2 separate regions of the Rattus norvegicus genome follow, and region 1 is linked to region 2. A link is a contact called in public Hi-C data. All regions are on one chromosome and are shown on one strand. Each heading gives the region's core, a stretch centred on a gene start, on an enhancer-like site or on the middle of the called end of the contact. The rest is flanking DNA. Distances are from core to core; before and after follow the strand shown.

Evidence for each region. A called contact is a pair of places that touch in the nucleus more often than the background predicts.
Region 1: a contact with region 2 is called in a Hi-C map of the A7r5 cell line, with 6 times the contacts expected there. The contact joins two enhancer-like sites. A contact is called at or near these places in 7 of 12 Hi-C or Micro-C datasets (the A7r5 cell line, the Rat2 cell line, Schwann cells and 4 more) and 1 of 1 datasets of contacts at active chromatin or transcription factors (oligodendrocytes).

Annotation. Positions count from the first base shown.
Region 1 is chr4:169,956,196-169,960,460 of GRCr8, forward strand. Emp1 (epithelial membrane protein 1) reads left to right here. Exons shown (of 5, transcript NM_012843.2): 2 at 2,199-2,312. The coding sequence starts at 2,235. Among named protein-coding and RNA genes, the nearest start is that of Emp1, 14 kb to the left of the region's middle. Within about 2 kb of position 2,961, at least 5 of the 93 cell types and tissues checked have an H3K27ac peak or open chromatin away from gene starts, as enhancers often do. A contact at or near this core is called in the A7r5 cell line, where this site is marked.
Region 2 is chr4:169,718,486-169,722,706 of GRCr8, forward strand. It overlaps Hebp1 (heme binding protein 1), which reads right to left. Exons shown (of 4, transcript NM_001398876.1): 3 at 4,151-4,221. Among named protein-coding and RNA genes, the nearest start is that of Hebp1, 15 kb to the right of the region's middle. Within about 2 kb of position 2,241, at least 12 of the 93 cell types and tissues checked have an H3K27ac peak or open chromatin away from gene starts, as enhancers often do. A contact at or near this core is called in the A7r5 cell line, where this site is marked.

The sequences.
Region 1 (4,265 bases), core at 1,711-4,210, 240 kb after region 2:
TTCCTGAGCCAGCTTTATTCTAGACGGGCAAGCCAACTGTCTCTGGTGATGCTGGAGGATGTGTTCTTACTCCAGGGGCAAGGACTAGACAAAAATGACAATGTCTGAGGGCTAAAGCGATTTTAGCCATATGCTGCCTGGTGAACTACCCTGCCCGTGTCTTATTTCTTGACCTTGATGTGGGGCGGCACGAGACCCAGTAGTTGGATTGGGTAGGCAACAGCTGTTCTGCTTCATAGAATAAAAGAAACAGTAACAACAACAACAATCATAGCAACCCTGTTATTAGTACCACGTGACACACAAGGTACTGTACCATGCTGCGGAAGGCATTTTCACTTATATAATCCAGTCGAACCCTCACACTTCTGGGTGTGGTTGAAATCATTACCGCTCTTCATGGATGAGGAAACGGAAGCAGAGATCAAAGCACTTGGAATAATTCTAAGTCAACTTCTAATTCAAAAAGCAAAGCAATAAAACAAATCCTTTGCACAATCCGTGAAACCAGTGGGAAGTTCTGGAGGTAGACCAGAACTCCCAAAAAGCAGCCGTGAATTTGAATGTTGGAAGAGGGGATTCATAGATATGAGAGCTCCAGTCTCTCCCCAGAGGCAGCAGGAAAACTCCATCTGTTTTGTCCTTCACAGTTAAATTGGAAACATTCTCTGCCTGCCTCCCCATTGGAGGGAAGTAGCCAGTGGGGAAGAGGATTTTTGGAGAGTAGAAACCAGTGTCTACAAAGAGCGGAGAACCCAGGCGTGCAGTAGATCATGCTTGGTTTTGAGTAGCTAATGAGAAAGCGAGAGGAGATAAAAGACACCGGAATGTCAGAATAATCATAGTATCGCTGTTCTAATAAATGCCTAGCGTAGCTTGAAAGTGGCTTAAGCACAACCAAAGCATCAATTAAATCAGGTGGAGAGAGACGGGGAAGCAAGCAATTGCAGGATGCACACAGCCTCTCCTCTAAGGTTGCTGCATCCTCACACACTCCCTGCCTAGAGGGTGAATAACCCCGGGTCCTTTCCTTTTGATGTCTCTCTGAGCTGGCTCTGCGTCTAACTGTCACAGGTGTGACACAGAGGTTACGCACGGCTCCCCCACGGGCGCCTCTCACGTTTCCTTTAGCTTCTAGGTTTTACGATTAGTGGTCTCTGTTGAAATTATGGTTGAGGACTTTTGTTTATCCATGCACGTTGTTAATTTATATTAGTTCCTGCTCTTCCGAAGGGTGATTTATGCCTCTGTTTGTCTTCGGGGATGGGTCCTGAGTGACTGAAGTCGCATAAACACCACACGCCAGCAAAAAAAGCACATCTGGTGTTATCTCAAGCCTTACACTTCTGTAGCCCCAGAGCTGTCATGTTGAGCCGCAGGAAATCTAACATCGCTCTAGACCCATAACAGCATTCCCACCAAGAGGCATGCAGGGCCAAAGGCTCAGGTGTTGCGAATATTAGTCTGGAATGCTAAATCAGTAAGTGATCAGACCATTACACAGTAATTAGGTTGTCATACTACTGGATGCCAAAGAGCATTGTAATAACAGAAGTTGTATCTCTCCTATTTTACGTCTCATCCGGGATCAAATTAGTAGCCAATTTGCTCTACGGCCATTGAGTAATAGTGCCTTGTTCTGCGGAACCCATTGTTTCTATTCAATCTGCTGGGTGAGCATTTTGCTGCAGCACCGATGCTCTCCTCATGCAAACTGAAATTGTGTGTGCTGCTGCTGCTGCTGCTGCTGCTGCTGCTGCAGAGTTCTGGAGGTGACAAAATCCTTACCACAACTCAAGGCCCTACAGTTTTGACCTGTCAATCACAAACAAAACATTGGCAGCTGTTATAAAGCATACCATGCTCTTCTTAATATAATGAATATTATATTCTTTAATTATTCTCATTTTATTAATATAATATTCATTATATTAAAGAGATGAGTCTGGAAGTACATGTCTATAAAAACGGAAGTACGTGTCTATAAAAACGGAAGTACATGTCTATACACAGTTGAGCAGGCATGTATATCAATCAGGTAGGCGAAAAGCAGGTTTTAGAAAATTTTGATGTAATTTTGAATTTTAAAAACGGTCACACTTTCTTGCGTCAACAGAGAGCCCACGAAATGAGAAGGTGGGATGTGTCTTACCGACTGTGACAGTCACCTTTCTCTCTCCCCTGTCTTTTGTTTGCAGAATTCTCTACTCAGGAGTTACAAAAAAGAAGCCAAGATGTTGGTGCTACTGGCCGGTCTCTTCGTGGTCCACATCGCCACTGCCATTATGCTGTTTGTCTCCACCATTGCCAACGTGAGTTCCATCCCCCTGTTCACTCATCCCAGGGAGGGATCTTTGGAGTATTTTGGCAAAATGTTAAGAAAAACGGGAGGCGGGAGTGTTAAATCACAGCGCAATGAACTTCTCGATTAGCCATGAGAGGAAAACAAACCAAACAAACACATACTCATAGATCAAGGAATGAAATAAGCAAAGTATGAAAGGCGAGGGTCCACAGTGACTCTTCTAGGGGGGTGTTGGGAGGTAGAGATTACCGGGCATCTTCGCTTCTAGAAGGATCTATGGGAGGTGGAGACTAAGGTGCACTTGGAGGATGGGCGTGTCATCTCTAGAGAAAAAAGGGAAGTAGAAGAAAATAGAAGTGCAGTCCACACGGGAGGGCTGGCAAAGACGCCCTCCTCGTGAGACAGACTCTTCCTGTGCATGGGTTAAAGATATTTCTTCATGTGCCAGACCACAGAGATTCCCGTTTAGAGGGTAGATAGATGTGAGAGAATAAGACACTGCTTTGATAATGAGGTTGACAAATGCAAGTTTTGTGTGGAAATTGGTGTGTGAAATGGAATTTGGCAGGATTAACTTGGTGCCCGGTAAATCAAATAACAGAAATAGAACGATCTCCTCCCGAGATCGCTAGTCTTTGCTCTGCGAACCCGGGGCTACTCTGACCCCTAGTGGTCAATTTTAGTGCCCAAGTTTTGTTTTGTCTTAGACGAGATGAAGGAGCTTCTTGGACTTAGAAGTTAACACAGCCCATTCGGATGGTAGGATTTGCGTGAAGAAGGCAGAGGCAAGAGCATCATGAGTTTGAGGCTAGCCTGAGCTACACATTTTGCCATATGTACTGGCTCCTGCCTTTAGGAGCACTAGGGAGGCAGTGAGTTTGAGGCCAGCATGGTCTATGTAACGAGTTTCAGTACAGCCAGAAAACTACATAGAGAAACCCTGCCTCAAACAAAAACCCAAACATTAAAAAAAACCCCAAACCAAATAACAACAACAACAACAGCAGCAGCAACAACAACAGCAGCAGCAGCCACAACAACAACAACAGCCACAACAACAACAACAAGTTAAGGCAGATGGCTTCAGAATGGGCTACAGTTCTTGCTATGGTCAATAAGGTTTTTTTGTGCTTTGTTTTTCCACCCCAGATAGGGTTTCTTTGTATAGACTTTGTAGTCCTGGAACTCACTGTGTAGACCAGACCTGGGATAGATCTTAAGAGATCTGCCTGCCTGCCTCTGCCTCCCAAGTGCTGGTATTAAAGGCGGGTTCCACGACTGATTGGCAAGAGTGAATACGTTTTACAGTCCAGACGGAAGGGCTTTGCAGACATCAGGGTGTGAGACAAGCGAGGCTGGTTTAAGTGTTAGGAGACAGGACACAACTCTTGCCCATTCTGCCTCCTGTAGGTTTGTAATTTGGCCATTCTGTAAGCTGACTCGCATGCCTCACAGGATAACGATGTGGTAAACTTCAAAGTGTATTAAGAGCTGCTTATGTGCCTCACATCCACCCGGTATCAGCCCTGACGTGGGGCTGAGAGACCAGGCGATTATGCATGCTTGGGTTTCCTGTTTCAGCATGTTTTGCACATGTCTGCACAGGACCCCAGTTTATTATCTATTCTTGGTCCAGGCAAGAAGGGACATCTAGTGGCATGGTGAGCCTGGGAACATACATTTTGGCCACTCTTGTGTTTTTAGTTGCCTCTGCCTTGAAGCACTTGATACAGCATTTTGACATGGAATGAATGACTTTGCATGTTCTGATCCTTCTGTGTAGACGAAAGTTGCCTGTGGGCTCCCAGGTTCATTCTTGTCTCCCCAGTAGCTCTACTGTTTCTTCGTTGTCTCCAGTTGGACATTTCCCCCCTATTTTTTGTTCTTTAAAGATTTATTTTTAAAAGTATGTGAGTCTGTGCTAGGAGTGCTGGTGAGGAAGATGTTGGATTTCCTGAAG
Region 2 (4,221 bases), core at 991-3,490:
GGGACTGAGGCCTCCTGGCAGAAGTGAGCCCAAGACAGATGCCCGCATGGGGCCACTTGGGGGGTGGGGTGAAGAGGTAGCTCAAGATGACCACCAGATCAGAGCCATGGGGCCTAGACAGGGAGCTAGCCCGAGATGCCACACAGGCCTGGGGGAGGGGTAGGGCACATATCGTGCCCGAGATGACCCCTGCGTGGTGCCATAGTGCACAAGCAGGATACAGTGCCCCCAAAACAACTCTAGACACTCAAAGACCCTGGGTACCACTAAGAGGTGCAAGTAAGTGGTGAAGAAATGGAAGAGAAAGAGAGACAGAAGGATGTGGACACAATGAAGAGAGGAGATCTGGAGCCCAGAGGGTAGAGAGGAACAGCCTGATATGAGTAGCTGATGATGCCTCGTGGGACCACAGTGGTGTTCTGGCCTATGCCGCCGCTGGGGTCCACATCGAGGCCTGTGGTTTTGCAGCAGCGGGGTCTGTTACCACCAAAGGCCAGGCAGACATCCCTGGTCTAGGCTGTGGCCTGGGGACATGCTGATATCTGAGGGCTGTGCAGAACTGGCCCACCCCTCACCTGTCGTCATTAGAGAGCTGGCCCTGGACCATGAGAACAGGAGAGCTGACCCCACCCCTAGACAGCTGCATACTCCAGAAAGCAGCCCCTGCACATTGCGGGGGTTGCCTAGGAGCCACCCCTGAGGATACAAACAAGTGTCTGGAGACCTAACATGACCACTCATCTCCCATGCAGTGGCACGGATGAGGGAGAGACATCCTCCTCTCCCCTTCCCCCTCACCACCTATGGCATGCAGGAGAGCCGGCTCTAGGGCCATGAGAGGAGGAGAGTTGGCCCTGCCCCTCACCAGCTGCAGGACTTGGGGGAGCAAGCCCTGTACCTCACCCGGGCAGCACAGTAGAGCTGACCCTGGTGGTGTGGATGTGGGCACGCTGGCCCTGAGAGTGTGAGTGTGAGAGAGCTGACCCCCACCTTGCCCTTGCCAGAGGCACGGTACCTGTTACAGTACCTGGGAGAACAGGCTCTGCACCTTGCCTGGGCAGCACAGAAGAGTTAGCTCTTTATGTGGGAGTTGTGGGTGAGCTGGCCCTGGAGTGTGGGAGAATCAGCCCTGCCTATTGTCTAGTGGGCGACAGTGCAGATGAGGGAGAGACACCCTCCTTCTCACTGTCTAAGGCAGGCAGGGAAGCTAGCTCTAGGGTCACAAGACGGGGAGAACTGGTCATGTCCCTCACCAGCTGCAATACGGAGGACAGCAGGCCCTGTGCCTCAGCTGGGCAGCAGGGCAGAGCAGGCCCTGGTAGAGGGAATGGCTGGTAAGCAGGCCCCAGGGTAGAGAATGTGAGAGCTGGTGAGCTGACAAGCTCTGATACCTCTCAGGCCCAGATCCAGGGCTTTGAATTGGCCTACTCAACATCTACCCCATTGATGAACTGCTGGAGATCACGAAGGGTCCTACACATCCAAAACTACAGGATCTCCATGACACAGGGCAACAACAAGATATCTAAGAGGAGCCCCAGTGAGTAGTCAGAGGCCTCATGCCAGACCAATGACTCATGCATGAGCATTTCCAAGCAAAGAATTGTGGACAAAAGGTAATACCGTAGGACATACTGTGACACACAATGGCTTCCACAACGACTTTTTCCTCTGTTGTGGGGGAGGTTGCAAGGGGCAACAGGTATGAGGGGCAGGGGAGATGAGTGGCATTGGAGTGCATGATGTGAAATTCACAAAGAACCAATAAAACATCTTTTACAAAAGAGAGGGGCTCACTAATTTCTGAGGCGTTATCTTGCTATTACACAGCCGAGCTGAGAACCATACTATATAACAGAAGTTTACCACTCGCCACCTCTCAGAGAGCAGGAAGGAGAGTGGGCAAGATGGATCCGGGGACTGACAGAGAGACCAGCAGACACTCAGACTGTTCAATCTAAGGAGGCTCTTACTATCAGTGCTCACCCTGCACTTGGGTGACGGTAGGAGTAAGTGCTTCCTTAAACGTTGCTCCTGGGTGCCTCAGTTACCTACCTACCCGCCTTACTCCTGATTCTACCTACATTGGCTCTGCTTAGAGTTTTCAGAAGCCTCTGCACAGAGGCTGAGAAGTCAGAATGAGGGCTGGCATAGAAAGAAACAGGACTTGGGGGAGGGGGCTTCCATGTCAGCAGTACCCTCTCTGTCCTCCGGGCGGCTCTGTTCACCCAGCCAAAGAATGCCCACAGCAGGCAAGCTCTCATCAAAGTAGCTTTCTAAGGAATGATTCTAAGCTAGCTCTGGGGGAAAAAGTGTCCCTCCCACCCGCAGGAGGAAATAGAATAGAGAAGCCTCCCAGCCACATTTGGGTGGGGTGGGGGGTTTTCAGTGCACAGAGACCGTGTGGTGCAAGATCATTCACATAGTTAATTTTCATGAAATTGGGCTTGAGCAGCACCCAACCCCTAACCTGTGGTTACTACTGGTGAAGGTTCTGGTCTTTCTGTGTACCTGGTTAGGTGCCTGTTACACCGTGGGATTTTGACAAACGGGGAGTCACCAATTATCCAGAAGAGACTTGACTTCTGAGGGCAGATTAGGAACCAAAGTGGGGAAAGTGTACACCAGGCTGTGGGTGGGAGTAGCTTGGTGGTAGAACATGGCGCTGTGGGCCGTGCCAGGAAACTTGGTCAGGCTGAGCGGGGTCAGAAAGCCCTGCACCTCATACCTGAGGACAGGAGGCGTTTCACTACTCCCAACTGAAACAGGGGTCACCAGACCATGGTGTCCCCAGCCCTTCCACAGACAGCTGAGGCATCCCTAACATCTCAGACCAAGCCGATAGAAAGCATTCACTGTCAGACCCCATCCCATATATATATATGTGTGTGTGTGTGTGTGTGTGTGTGTGTGTGTGTGTGTGTGTGTATATCCAGAAGGAATAAAGGTGTGAGAATTGCTTCATCAAGGTTTGTCTGAGAGCTTCTGTCATTTAAGAGCTGTAACACCTTTTGGGGAAGAGCGTTCTCTCCTGAAGCTGCTTGAGGTCACTTCCGGGCCTCAGCTCCCAGCTGCCCACGCCAGCTGGCTTAGCTAGCCGGGCCTCAATCCCACTCCTCTGTCTCTTTTGGAGAATGTAACTCTTTGGCTACCCCAGCTGGGCCAGAGCCCCACAGAGCTCCATGGATAGAGTTCCATGGATAGCGTTTGGTACGCAAACAAGCAGTAGAAAACAAGCTCAGTATGCACAGGGCGCTGGGTTTAATTCCCAGCACAAGAAAACAAGGCCTGACAAAGCAAGCAAGAGCAGGCAACAGTTTGCACCTACCGCTCTCTGTAGAGAAGGAATGTGAGTGTGAAGAAGGCCTGACACGGAAACAGAGGACAGGAGGGCCGGTGTGTGTCCTTTGCTCAAAGGACCACAGGCCAGGAACAAGCAGGCGGCTGGCTGTTCAGCTCTGACAAACGCCCTCTACCCTTCTTTATCAAAGGAAGTCTGGTGTGTAAATCCTCTATTCCCCAGTTATCATACCCCTATGTGTCCACGGCCCCAAACTAACACACACACACACACACACACACACACACACACACACACGTCAATATTATTGACATATATAGTACTGACATACATTGTCAATATTATCATTGACATATATAGTATTAACATATATTATACACACACTCTTGTCAATATTATAGATATATACATTATTGTCATATATAGTACTGACGTATATTTTACATACAAACACACACACTCTTGTCAATATTGACATATACATTATTGACATATTTAGTACTGACATGTATATTTACACACACACACACACACACACACACACACACACACACACACACACAGAGCCTGTGATTTTTCTAAGACCCTGCTGTGGCTAATGCAGGCGTTCATCTAGAGCTTAAGTCAAGGTGACTCTTTCTACATATCAATATGGCTACAGGCCAGGGCATTTATCCAGACAAACCACAAAGTCATGTGCCCTACAGCCTGAAGAAACAGAAGTGAGTTACTGCTGAGACTCAGCGTTTCTTCACTGAATTAAGCCATGGTGAAAAGCCAATGTCAACATTCACCGAGAAGATCCTAGGCGTGGCTGAGACCAGCACATGCTAAGAACTGTCTCCTTACGTAGAATAGACAGTGATGCCCTCCCGCTCCTCGATTTTCACGCTCTGGTCACTGGGCGTTGGCGGGCTGCC